Regions from separate parts of the Ovis aries genome. Here region 1 is linked to region 2. Evidence: chromatin contacts called from public Hi-C data. All regions are on one chromosome and are shown on one strand. Each heading gives the region's core, a stretch centred on a gene start, on an enhancer-like site or on the middle of the called end of the contact. The rest is flanking DNA. Distances are from core to core; before and after follow the strand shown. Region 1 holds the start of ANTXR1 (ANTXR cell adhesion molecule 1). Region 2 has its middle 76 kb from the start of GFPT1.

Region 1 (6,398 bases), core at 3,798-6,297, 340 kb before region 2:
ATTTTGATATCAAACCAGGGACTTCATTTGTCTTGTTATAGACTCTGGACATCTTTCTTCCACTCAGCATTCCATGAGATTAACCATATCTCCATGGCTCAATATCAAGTTCACTTCATGGGCATATTTGGAGGATACCTCTCCACAGTGAGTGAAGCTGACATAAACTCTCTAATTGGAAGACGCACATGAAATGGATTTCTCTGGGCTAGTGAGAGAGAGGAAAAGGTAGAGTGACAAATGGTCAAGATGTATTAATGATTCCCTGATAGCTTAGCTGGTGAAGAATCCACCTGCAATGCAGGAGACTCCGGTTCTATTCCTGGGTCAGGAAGATCTGCTGGAGAAGGGATAGGCTACTCACTCCAGTATTCTTGGGCTTCCCTTGTGGCTCAGCTGGTAAAGAATCCGCCTGCAATGCGGGGAAGACCTGGGTTCCATTCCTGGGTTGGGAAGATCCCCTGGAGAAGAGAAAGGCTACCCACTCCAGTATTCTGGCCTGGAAAATTCCATGGACTGTATGGTCCATGAGGTCGCAAAGAGTTGGACACGACTGAGTGACTTTCACTTTATCTAGGATAGTGAAAGAAAAACAGGCAACTTGGGCCTTCAAGTATCTGGATCCATCTAACTCTCTGTCCTTGAAAGAACCCTCTTTGTCCCAGGGGAGACCGCTCCACTCTCTCCAGTTTCCCATACTTTGTTTCATACTGAATTTTCCTCACCCACCCCCGCCCCCCCCACCCCACCGCTTCCTACCACGGGAATTCCCTCACTTATCTTTAACAATTGTGTCTCTGACTTTGAAGAATTCTGTTGACTCTTCTGATCTCCTGCCAGACTAACTTCCTAAACTATAAACCCCTCAAAACATGCTTCTGTCATCCAAACTTTAAAGAGAGTCCCTAGAGATGACACCACCCTTATGGCAGAAAGTGAAGAGGAACTAAAGAGTCTCTTGATGAAAATGAAAGAGGAAAGTGAAAAAGTTGGCTTAAAGCTCAACATTCAGAAGACTAAGATCATGGCACCATCCCATCACTTCATGGGAAATAGATGGGGAAACAGTGGAAACAGGGTCAGACTTTATTTTGGGGGGCTCCAAAATTACTGCAGATGGTGACTGCAGCCATGAAATTAAAAGACACTTCCTCCTTGGAAGAAAAGTTATGACCAACCTAGATAGGATATTGAAAAGCAGAGACATTACTTTGCCAACAAAGGTCTGTCTAGTCAAGGCTATGGTTTTTCCAGTAGTCATGTATGGATGTGAGAGTTGGATTGTGAAGAAAGCTGAGTGCTGAAGAATTGATGCTTTTGAACTGAGGTGTTGGAGAAGACTCTTGAGAGTCCCTTGGACTGCAAGGAGATCCCACCAGTCCATTCTAAAGGAGAGCAGTCCTGGGTGTTCTTTGGAAGGAATGATGCTAAAGCTGAAACTCTAGTACTTTGGCCACCTCATGAGAAGAGTTGACTCACTGGAAAAGACTCTGATGCTGGGAGGGATTTGGGGCAGGAGGAGAAGGGGACGACAGAGGATGAGATGGCTGGATGGCATCACCGACTCGATGGAAGTGAGTTTGAGTGAACTCCGGGAGTCGGTGATGGACAGGGAGGCCTGGCATGCTGCAGCTCATGGGGTCTCAAAGAGCTGGACATGACTGAGAGACTGAACTGAACTGAACTGAGAGCATGAGGATGAGAGAAGACACTCCTAATCTTCCCTGACCCCTCCTGTCCCCCAAATCCCTTTCAGGTTCAAGCCTTTTCTTTGCCAATGCTGTCACCCACAAATGTTCTCTTGAGTATGTTTTTCTGTCTCATGTTCCTTTTCTAAGCAGTTTCCCCTGGTTTTTCTGCATTCATCTACCCACTTAATTTCAGTAGATGTTCCTCACCTTCTTTCTCATCACAGAGCTGCAATGGGACTAGGAGAGGTCTTCAGTTTTGGAGAGAGGGAGAATATATGGGGAAAAAAAACTTGAATAGGTTAGAGTATTTTAATCTCCCCACAGTTATTTTTTTCCTGAGAGTAGTTATTTCCAAAGTATAAGTATTAATAGGTCCAGTACTTTTCAAAAAAAGAACAGTTTCTTAGTCAACTAAGCTTGGAAAATACAGTTAGACATCTTTTTCCCCCTAAAGATAGCCACAAATTTTTAACATGATAATAGGCATTTCTTAGTTGTCTATTATTGCATAACAAATTGCCCTCAACATTTGATGCTTGAAACATACATACATTTTCATTCTCCATAATTTTCGTGGGTCAAGAATCTGAAATTGGCTTGGTTGAGTGGTTCTGGCTTTGAGCTTCTCATAAGGTTACAGTCAAGAAGTCAACCAGGACTGCGGTCATCTGAAGGCTTCACTGGGGCTGGAGGATGCACCTCCAGGATGGGTTATTCACGCGGCTGGCTGGTTGATGTTGGTCAGTAGGTGCACTAAGTTCCTTACTGCATGGACTCTTACACAGGGCTGCTTGAGCAATCTCATGACATGGCCCTGGGTTCCCCAGAGAAAGTAGCACAGGAGAACAAGGAGGAAACGGCAATATCTTTTATTATTATTATTATTAAGATGTAGTTTATTTACAATGTTGCAGTTGTTTCAGGTTTACAGCAAAGTGATTCATATGCATATCTATTCTTTTTTAAGATTCTTTTCCATTACAGTTTATTACAAGGTGTTTTGAATGGAGTTCCCCATGCTATCCAGTAGGACCTTGTTGTCTACCTGTTCTATATACAGGAGTGTGTATCTGTTCATCCCAAACTCCTAATTTCCTCCTCCCCCTGCACTTTCCTCTTTGGTAACCGTAAGTTTGTTTTCCAGGTATGTGAGTCCATTTCCGATTTGTAAATAAGTTCTCTTGCATATTTTTAGATTCCACATATATATTTTGGAGTATGTGTTAGTCACTCAGTTGTATCCGACTCTTTGCGATCCCATGGGCCCACCAGCCTCCCTGTCCATGGGATTCTTGGGGCGTGAATCCTGGAGTGGGTTGCCATGTCCTTCTCCAAGGGATCTTCCTGACCCAGGGATCGAATCCAGGCCTCTTGGGTCTCCTGCATAGGCAGGTGGGTTCTTTAACACTATCACCACCTGGGAAAGTATATATTTTAAATACCACAAATGATATTTTATTTCTCTGACTTCCTTCACTTAGTATGATAATCTCTAAGTCCATCCATGTTGTTGCAAATCGCATCATTTCACTCTTTTTTTATGGCTTGGTGATATTCCATTGTCCATATATACCACATCTTCTCTATCCTTTCATCTGTGGATAGGCACTTAGGTGGCTTCCATGTCTTGGCTACCGTAATTAGTTCTGCTACGAACATTGGTGTCAAACAGTTCAATGCAAAAAACCAAACTACCCAATCAGAAAATAGGCAGAAGACCTAAACAGACATTTCTCTGAAGAAGAAACGCAGCTGGTCCACAGGCACATGAAAAGATGCTCAGTTGCTAATTATTAGAGAAATGCACATCAAAACTGCAATGAGGTATCACTTCACACCAGTCAGAATGGCCATCATCAAAGAGTCCACAACTAATGAAGTCTGGAGAGAGAGTGAAGCAAATGGAACCCTCCCACACTGTTGGTGAGCGTGTAAATTGGTACAACCAGTGTGAAGAACAGTACAGAGTTTCCTTTAAAAACTAAGAATAGAGTTAATATATAATCCAGCAATCTCACTCCTAGGCATACCTCAGGAGAAAATTCTAATTTAAAAAGATAAATGCACAATATCTTTTATATTCTCAGAAGTCACACACCATCATTTCTGCTGTACCGTATTTATTACACACCGTTCAGTCTCATTCAGTGTGGGAGAGGAGGTGTGAATATCAGGAGATGAAGACCAGAAAGGAACATTTTGGAGGCAGGCTAGTGCAGTGCGTTAGGAATCTCCAAAATTTAGAGGCTCTCAAGCAGAGGGGAAGATGCGTGTCTGGAGCAATAATCCTGAAATACAGAGCACGAGTGTGTGTTGAGGATTCCCAGAGTGGAAGACATAGGAAGATAAAACCTGAGTTCCCGCTGGGAAGGGGGTCCAGAGCCCACTCTAAAGAGGATCCCTTCCTGTAGAAAACAGAGCTTCTCTGGCAGTCCCAAACTGTTTGGAAGGTTCACATTCTTGTAAGCTGTTTGTTTCCTCTGCCTTAAATCAAAGATTGGGTGAAAAAAGTCAAAGTTCACAGGCTGAAAAGAACTTACCACAGAATCTCCCAAATCGGAGATGGAGACCGTCTAGAATGCTCCGCTCTTTCATGCCAGGAACAGCTTTCTGTGTGGGACTGTTTTCGCTGTTTTCAGTCACATGACCGCATCCCAACAGTCTCTTTTATGATCTGCGGTAAGTGTACAGTAAGGTCACTTGGGTGATTCAGATCACAAAGGCCCGTTCTTCTCTGCTCGTTTGTCCAGCATCTTGTTTGCAAAGGTCCTAGCCTGGGGTCAGAGCCGTGGTGTTTGGAGGAAGTTCTCATCAATTGCTTACATGGACCTTATCAGCGGACGTAGAACAGGAAAAGAAAGAACAAGGATAAAAAGGCTAGCGAGTGAGGAAGAACTAAAAATGGGGAAGAAGTAATGGAGAATGAAAGGAAAGATGCGTGAGAAAAAAGAAGGAATAAGAAACATGCACAGCCAGGCTCCCTAGAATGCGCGAGTGCTTTCGCCGTCCTTGGCCACAAGGTGGCACCCTTTGAACTTTCTTTCCCCATCAAAATATGAAGGCCGGGTGGTGGGGGGCGGGTGTTGAGAGGAGGGAGAAAAGAGTAAGCACTCCCCCAACCAAGAACAATTTGAAAACCCACCCCAAAATATTTAAAATCTGGGACAAAGAACCGTCAGGACGGAACTGCTTCAATTGCAAAACCTCAGCGCTGCCTCCCGAGCGGCCTGTCGGCCCGAGTCAGGAGCAGCCCCTTTAAAAAAAAGCGGACTACAGTATTGGGATTCTTGAAACCCGAAACCTAGAAACAGAATCGTAGCGGAAACCAGAAGGAAAACCTTGAACTCTTCCAGACAATTGCTTCCGGGGAGTTTTTCGGGAGAGCGAGGGGGAATAAAGGGCCCGAGAGGAGGGCCCCTCGGATGGCGCGCCCCTGAGGGTCCTGGCGAGTTCGAGGAGCGTGGGGAGGAGAGGACCATACCCTCTCCCTGGGGCTGCAGGTCATGGCCACCGTGGAGCAGAAAGCCCTGGGCATTGGCTTCAAGTGTCTTTCTTTGGCCACTTTTGTGCTCATCTGCGCCGGGCAAGGGGGACGCAGGGAGGAAGGGGGTCCAGCCTGCTACGGGGGATTTGACCTGTACTTCATTCTGGACAAGTAAGTGCCGTGAGTTGTTCCACCCTAGGCTAAGCTGATGATGCTTTCTACCCGGGCTGGGCTCCTTGGCAGGGTGGCTTTGGGACAGGCGCGCATCTCCAGGGACCCAGAGGGGCCGCGGGAGGTGGCGCTGGCCCCAGCTCTGCGCCTTTGTGGACCGAGCGCACGTCCCCATCCTTCCCGGCTGCAGGAGCCGGACGGGCAGGCGTCGCTGCTTGTTCTCCAAACAGCTTCTTCGCTGCCTTGCTTTCCGGCGACCGAGGCGCCTGAGTTTGAGGATGGGAGTGTAAAGATGCTGTTGACCTACTACCTCTCTGTGAACCTTTTTCATTTGCTTTAGAATCGTTGGTGAGAAAAGCTTGCTTAGGAGAGGCAGAACAACGTTCACACACGTCTAAAGTAAGCGGCGTGGGCTTTTAAAAGCCAATTGTCTCTTGTTTAAAAACTCTGCCCTACGTATTCCTTTTGCCTGGCTCCTCATCATAGAATGTAGGCAGACTGGGCAGTTCGTGGAAATATAAGGCGGATTTCTCCACTCCACTGAGTTTGAGGCTAGGGAGTTCTTTGTTGTGGGAACGTCTTGTGAGTTGTAGGATGTTTTGTGAGTTGAATGTTGAGCATCCCTGGCCGTAGGCAACCCTCTAGATGCTGGTACTACCCCCCAACCCCCCAACCCCCACTAGTCTCTATAACCTCCCCAACCCCACTCCTCAACCCGCACTAGTCTCTCCGTGGGGACAAGCAAAAATGTCTCCAGACATTGCCAAAAGTCCCCTGCGGGTATATTTCTCCTCCCTCTGGGCTTGAGAAACCCCGATGCAGGCGAAGTAGAGTTCTTGGCGATTTGACTGGTGGGCTACCAGGGAAGTGCAGGAGCCCTGGTTTTCTTGCAAAAATGGATGAGGCTTCAGGACTGTTCAAGGGAGAACTGAACTCTGCCCAATTCCCCGTAGACTTGCCAAGCCACAGTCATTCAAGGAAGTTGCCTGCTATCAACTAAAAAGCAGCTTTAACAATAAAAAGCCCCTCAGTGAAGATCAGTGCTCACTAGT
Region 2 (6,933 bases), core at 1,548-4,047:
AGTCTATGAAATATGTCAGCTGATCCCAGCCACATCACAGGGCACGGAGAGAAAAGCTTACCCATGTGAAATGGAATATCTGCTGCTGTATCAATAAACAAGAAAAGTCACAGCCATCAGCGATTTGGGGCCTCCAAACGTGAAGGAGGGCTCCCCAAATGGCACACAACACACACGATCAAGCAGATGCCGCCACCCACCACCCCATGGTGATTGCTGAGGAGCTGGGGGGAGGACGGGAATGCAGAAGCAGCCATCTGCCACCCCATACGGGGAACAAGGATGTAGACAATCAGGAAACCGGATTTGGCCCCAGATAGCTGAGGTGCGTATAAAGAAACGAATTCAGTGAGCCCAGAGGCTTGCATCTTCCCATACACAGAAGAATACTAAATTCCTTAACTTGATATCTGATTTTCCTTACCTCACAATAATCTTTAATGTTCAGGCTGCCTGCCCCCTTTTTTGCAAACTCATATATAGCCCTAACTCCCCTTCCTGCCTCCCTGGAGCAGTTTTCTCAGAGATACTGGATGCTGTCTCCCAGGCTCAGGGTCCTAAACATTCCCACTAAATAAAATAACTCTCTACTTTCAGGTTGTGACTAGATTTTTATTTGACACCCACTTCTTTGCATGGAATAGCAAAAAGAGGAACAATGTCCCTTGTCCCAAGCCAGGGCAGCCACGTGTTGACGCAAGGCAGAGCGAGGACCACAGGTACGTTCTTATAAGACAGCACGCTGGGAGAGGCTTGGAAGAAGGGAGGGGAAGGGAAGGGCCCTGTGTGGGTAGTGATCTGTAAGCTGATTGAAATGTGAGTTTCTACTAGCAGGTAACTGCTGAGAGTCATACATACCGGCCAAACCGGGACAAGCCAGTTTGGCATTTGGCAGATCAAGGCTGAATCACCGGTCCTCCTGTTTGTATCTGCTGTTCAGCATGACTGGTTTTCCTGGCCCCATGCGCTAGCAGGTCTTTTCAGATCTGCTCTCAGCCAGACCTCTGATCCCTCCAAGCTGACCCTGAAGATTAACCGGCAAGCCGGCCACCTGAGAGGCTGATGTCTGCTCTCCTTCACACCAGGACCACTGCTCAGGGAGCATGAAGAAGGCCCTAATGAGACCCAGGGTCCCAAAGCTACCTCAACACCCAGGAATTCCAAATTGTTTTGAACAACCAGATCCAACTTCCAAATCAAGGCAAAATTCCACTTACCTTGGACTCTGTTTTAGCTACAGTCAGAAATAAAGGTGCCCTGGTCACACCCAGCCTGGGATGCTGAGGCAGACAGCATGCTTATCTTGAGAACACTGACATTCTTTTCTTGTCCCCACTGTGCTGTGTACTGAGAAAGAAACATTCCAGCTTTGCGACCCTCAGCTGTATTCCTTGTGCCAAAGGGGTAGCAGCCAAAAAGAGAAAAGACAACACATTTTAAGGAGAAGAATATTTAAAGATGGATTTACTTTCTTGATTTCTACACCTGAATTTTAAAGCCCTGGAAAGTTGCAATTTGCTATCAAATGTCAGGCAAATGTCTGGCTGGCGTGGGTGGCTATATCAGACTCTGAATTCTCTACTCCAAACCAGCATAGAATAAAAGAGTGGGCTTTCACAAGAGATGGGCTTTAGCCACCAAAAATAGGAACAGTTCGCAACTTTGCGTAACTGAAGGAGGGCTTTCTGGGTGTAAAATGTTTAGTTAGCTGCTCAGTTGTGTCCAGCTCTTTGCAACCCCATGGACTAAAGCTTGCCAGGCTCCTGTGTCCTTGGAATTCTCCAGGCAAGAATACTGGAGTGGGTTGCTGTTTCCTTCTCCAGGGGATCTTCCTGACCCAGGGATTGAACCTGGGTCTCCTGCATTACAGGTAGATTCTTTACCAATAAATCCAGGATCTAACCAACACACCCATCTAGGGTGGTCATCCATCAACCAGAAACCCCACTTCCCTTCAGCCCCTTTCCACTAGAAGCCAGGACTCAGGACCCAGCTGTCCCAGGCAACAGTCATTTCCTGGATCCAGTTAAGGAGGCAGGAAGAAACCACAGATGTCTGAAACACTCAGGGAAACAGTCTTCTGCCGAGGGATCACGCCCTGCAGTCACCAGCTCCTTTACTCCTGCCCTGACCCCGGGTGGGAGGCAGGCTGGCCCCATCTTGCAGGTGAACACTTATCTCTGTGTTTAGAGCACTCTTGGGCATTTTCTAAGCACGCAGGGGCAAGTGAACTGTTCTAAAGCTATGCTGCGCTTGCTCTGTCCCTGTGACCCATGGCATCCCCAAAGAAGTAACTGTTAGGGCCCTGCGATCACAGTGCCTTTGGTGTCTCCAAGCGCCACCTGGTGGTCACTGCACGCCCCTGCAGCGCTGTCACCCGATCACCATTCTCAGTTATCCCAGCCACACCCGGGGTGTGGGAGGCAGATGTGGCAAGGCTGAAGGTCCTCCGTCACCCGGCCTTCTAAAGTCAGGCCTGGGGCGACTGAAGCATCTGCCACTGGGCCAGGCGAGTCTGGGGCTCCGGGCGCAGGTGGAGGTGGTGGCCAGGTGGGAGGAGCTGCCGGGAGACCTCGGCCCCTCCCCTCCAGAATCGAGATCCCAGAACTGCGGGTGCCTGCAGGGCCTAGAAAAGTGCCCGAGCAACAGTGGCTGCTTACCAAACATTTCTGGAAAGGGGAAGAGGGAGGGGGCTGTGGTGGATGAGCAGGGAGCGGGGTGCCTCCGGTCTCTGCAGTGGGAGAGGGTGCCCAGTGTGGATAAAAGGCCTGGCGATGTGGCTACATTTCCTTTCTTCCTCCGACTCCCGCGGGATTTTGCACATTTGGACCGAGACAGACTGGAGAGGCACTGCCCCCTTGTGGCCTCCGCCCGTCACAGCAACTGTCTTCCGTCCGAGATTTTCACCTTTTGTAACACAATTTCATTTCTTCAGCGGAAGCTGAAGCCCCAATACTTTGGCCACCTGATGCGAAGAACTGACTCATTTGAAAAGACCCTGATGCTGGGAAAGACTGAAGGCAGGAGGAGAAGGGGACGGCAGAGGATGAGACGGTTGGATGGCATCACCGACTCGATGGACATGGGTTTGAGCAAGCTTTGGGAGTTGGTGATGGACAGGGAAGCCTGGCATGCTGCAGTCCATGGGGTCGCAGAGTCTGACACAAGTCTGAGTGAGTAAGCTGAACTGAACAAAACTTCTCGGTTCTGTATGTTTGAGTCACCCTCTGCTTCCTCCGGATCACATCTACCTGGCAGCAGGTACAAGAGGATCGCAGTAACAGCACAGAACAGCATTTTTCTGGTTCGGCCCCACTTGTGGAATTGTGAGTACCGTGGACCCCAACAAGTTCCAACCAAATTAGTTTAACAAACCCCTGGCAGCCCCTCTGTGACATCCACTATTTTCTCTTATCAAGGTGACCCTTTCGCCACCCGCTGATCTCCGTCTTTTCCCAGTACTCTCAGTTTGGAGCACCAATAGGGGCCCTCTAAGAGGCCACTTTACTCAAAGCTTGTCCTTTCTCTCTGACCATCAACCAGAGGCCACTTTACTCAAAGCTTGTCCTTTCTCTCTGACCATCAACCATTGTCTTCAGACTAAGTTGATGTTGCCTTCAGTTCAGGTCAGTCAGTCAGTCATGTTCAACTCTTTGCAACCCCATGGACTGCAGCACACCAGCCTTCCCTATCCATCACCAACTCCAGGATCTTGCTCAAACTCATGTCCATTGAGTTGGTGATGCCATCCAACCATCTCATCTTCTGTCATCCCCTTCTCCTCCTGCCTTCACTCTTTCCCAGCATCAGGGTCTGGTATTGCCTTCAGCCACTCTCTTTGCTAGGGCCCTGGTGCCAATAGCCCTGACACTGTAATTGCACTGGCGTCCCCCAAAGTTCTCAAATTGGACTGTCAGAACTAAAACACCGGCTGTATTTGCACTGTCTTTTTTTTTTTTTTTTTTTTGGTTATAAAAGAAAAAAGCAGAGAATGAGGACATCTGGATCCCAGCCCTGTGGTCACCAATCAGCTCTGTGAATCTGAAGGTCTCTTTGTGCATCATTTGTTCCCCATTAAAATAGCAAGTAGTGAGTATGGAAGCCTGGAAAATAGGATGGGGGAGAGGGGAATGGGGCACTTGATGGAGAAGTTGAGGAGATGGCTCTTGGTGGAGCCAAGGGCGAGAGAGTGGACATCATGGTGTGTCATCCCAGCCCCATCCACTCCAGGAACTGAGCCCTATTGTGCCTCAAAGGTGCACCTTTGGGGTGGCCAGGCATGGCCCGAGGAGAGGGGATGACAAGTGTGACAGACAGTCAACCCAGACCTGGCAGAAGACCTACGAGTGGGCTTTTCCCAAACACTTGAGCAAAACTCCTATGTCACTGGGAGTAGCAGGGAACCCAGGGGTCCTGTAGTTGTTAGGGGCCCTGCAGTTGGGGTCATGAAGCTAATGGATGGACCCCAGATTGGCTGGTCCTGGGGATGCCCAGGGGACATAATCGGGGTTCATCTGGATCTCTGGAATCCTCGTGCCATGTGTACATACATCACGCACTTTGGTACTCCTGGAATGGAGCCAGTTTATTAGGGAAACTCTGGAAGGGGCAACAGCCCAGAAGCCGGTGCTCCCTGCAGGCTTTGGAGATTCCAGAGGGCCATGACGAGACACCTGAAGAAGCTGCTCTGAGCCCATAAGCTGCCCAGAGCATGTGTCCAGATGTTCAGGAGGGAGAAAAATGCAAACAGCTTTACCCAGAGGCTTTCGGAGATTCCTGATCACTTCATGGTCTTGGGGAAAGGATGCCTGAAAGCGCTTTTAAGTTCCTTATCTCATTCATTATTTCTAGAAGTCCTTTATTTCTAGAAGGACTGGGGATTCCCTGGTGGTCCAGTGATTAGGACTCCATGGTATCACTGCCACAGGCCCAAGTTCAATTCCTGGTCAGAAACTACAGTTTCTGTGCAGCCAAAAAAAAAAACAAAAAAAAGTTTCTAGAAAGACTAAGTCCACCTAATGTCTCCGAGGAGCAAGTAATGTCTGATGTACCAGAATCTGGGGCCCTCTGGAGATATGGGTGTGTAGGCCAGATCTACCCCTGCCTTTGCAGTTACATGAACCAATAAATCCCCTTTTGTGCTTCAGTTCAAAAAAGTAGGATTTTTCTTTACTAATAACCAAATGAGTCCTCTTACAATACAGGAGCTTGTTACAACTTTACATATGATTGGATGCGGGTACCATCTCGGGCAAGGGCAACATGAAGCACAGTTAACTGGGAGGACTCAGTGCTCTTAAGAGAAACTGAGAAGCCAGGGAGGTGGAGTACGCGTTTTGTCTGACACATGAACTGAATTAAAAGGGCAGTCGGTACTTCTGAAGGCTAAGTGGAGGCTGGTCCTATAGACTCTAGATCCACAAGAAGCCTGTTTGACATTATCATATTGCAGATTAATCTCTCTTCCAATCATTAGACCCCTCTCACCCTTATGCTTCAAGATGGAAATACTCAACGCTTAATTTTTGAAGTGTATAGGGTGCCTGAAAACAGCCTCCCAAAATAATAAAATTCTACTCAACTCCAAATGGCTTGAACTAGCTACACGCAAAGAGCAGAGGCTCCTGTGGATTGAAGATTATTAAATATGAAGTATGTTTGTCAGGAAAAACCTTTGTTTATATAAACAGTAGAAGCACCACCATGGTAACCCTGCTTGGTTTACAGCCTAAAGCCTCCCAGCCAAATTCCCGCCTCCTTTTTCACTGCTAGCCTACATTTTTTAAAAACATCCCCAGCCAAAATTCCATGATTTGCCTGCTGGGTTTCCAGGCTCAGAAAATGTCATTTAAAAAGTAGTGGGGGAACCGGTTGCAACCACGTCCAAAGCTTCTAAATGAAAGCTGATTTCTCTCTCTCTCTCTCTCTCATTCTCTCTCTCTCTCTCTCACACACACACACACACACACACACACATACACAGATTTTGTTTGCCAATTACAGTATGCTTTTCCTTTTTTATGTAACCAAAGTCTCCTTGGGCCCCACAAGCCTGCAGGACCAATGAAATAACAACATACAGGGCAGCTGTAACCCGTATTCTGGGTTTTTCTCCTACCTACTCACAGAGCATCTTAAGGGGTGTACTTTAGAGGTGACCCTGAACAAATCCAGTGCGAGACAGTGCAGCCTCTTCCCCAGTGATGTCCACAGGGTCCCCGTCACCTCTGCGCTCTCCTTGGAAGTCCGGGGACCCAGTGATGTGCAGGGGAACTCCAGAGAAGCCCTTGCGTTCCTTGGTGTTCTGCTCCATTAACACGCATCAAACCAGGCTACTGTGCCCACTGTCTGATTGTCTTACTAACGTTTGTAGCAGAAGCTGTCCCTGCCATCCAAAGAACCCAGCCACATATCCAATGGCCAGTCCAAGTGGTGGTGCCTGGCGTGTCTCAAGATACCCTTCCCTCCAGCGACTGAGGTCAAAGCATCCAGCCTAATCCGCAGGAGGCTGCTCAGGCCCTCACCCAAACAGGCATCTGGGGGCCCCGCCTACCAGTTCAGACATGTCCCAGCATGTCTGACCTACTTACACCCAAGTGGGGAACTCCAATCCCTCCGACAGGAGAGACCTTTAGAGAATGCAGCGGTGACATCTACCCTCTCCATCTGCCCGCCTGAGGCTGATGGTCTGGGCCCAAGCCCTGGGGGAAAGGATTGCTCTACTCCGGGAGAAAAGTACATTGACATCAGATTATTTTCCAACAGTGTTTCCCACTTCTTAACATTTGCCACATTGCATTCCACGTTCCAGTTTTCAAAAGGACAGAAAGTGTTAGTCGCTCAGTAATGTCGACTCTTTTGCGATCCCATGGTCTGTAGCCTGCCAGGCTCCTCTGTCCATGGGATGTCCCAGGCATGAGCACAGGAGTGGGT

What was found. Hi-C and Micro-C count contacts between places; a contact is called where the count stands out from the background.
Region 1: a Hi-C map of hypothalamus shows a contact between it and region 2, with 8 times the contacts expected there. The contact joins the promoter of ANTXR1 here to the enhancer-like site in region 2. A contact is called at or near these places in 12 of 16 Hi-C or Micro-C datasets (blood, hypothalamus, liver and 6 more).

What each region holds. Positions count from the first base shown.
Region 1 is chr3:39,373,409-39,379,806 of ARS-UI_Ramb_v3.0, reverse strand. ANTXR1 (ANTXR cell adhesion molecule 1) reads left to right here and starts at 5,047. Exons shown (of 18, transcript XM_015094293.3): 1 at 5,047-5,346. The coding sequence starts at 5,195.
Region 2 is chr3:39,026,730-39,033,662 of ARS-UI_Ramb_v3.0, reverse strand. No RefSeq gene overlaps it. Among named protein-coding and RNA genes, the nearest start is that of GFPT1, 76 kb to the right of the region's middle. Within about 2 kb of position 2,797, at least 38 of the 54 cell types and tissues checked have an H3K27ac peak or open chromatin away from gene starts, as enhancers often do. A contact at or near this core is called in hypothalamus, liver and tail adipose tissue, where this site is marked.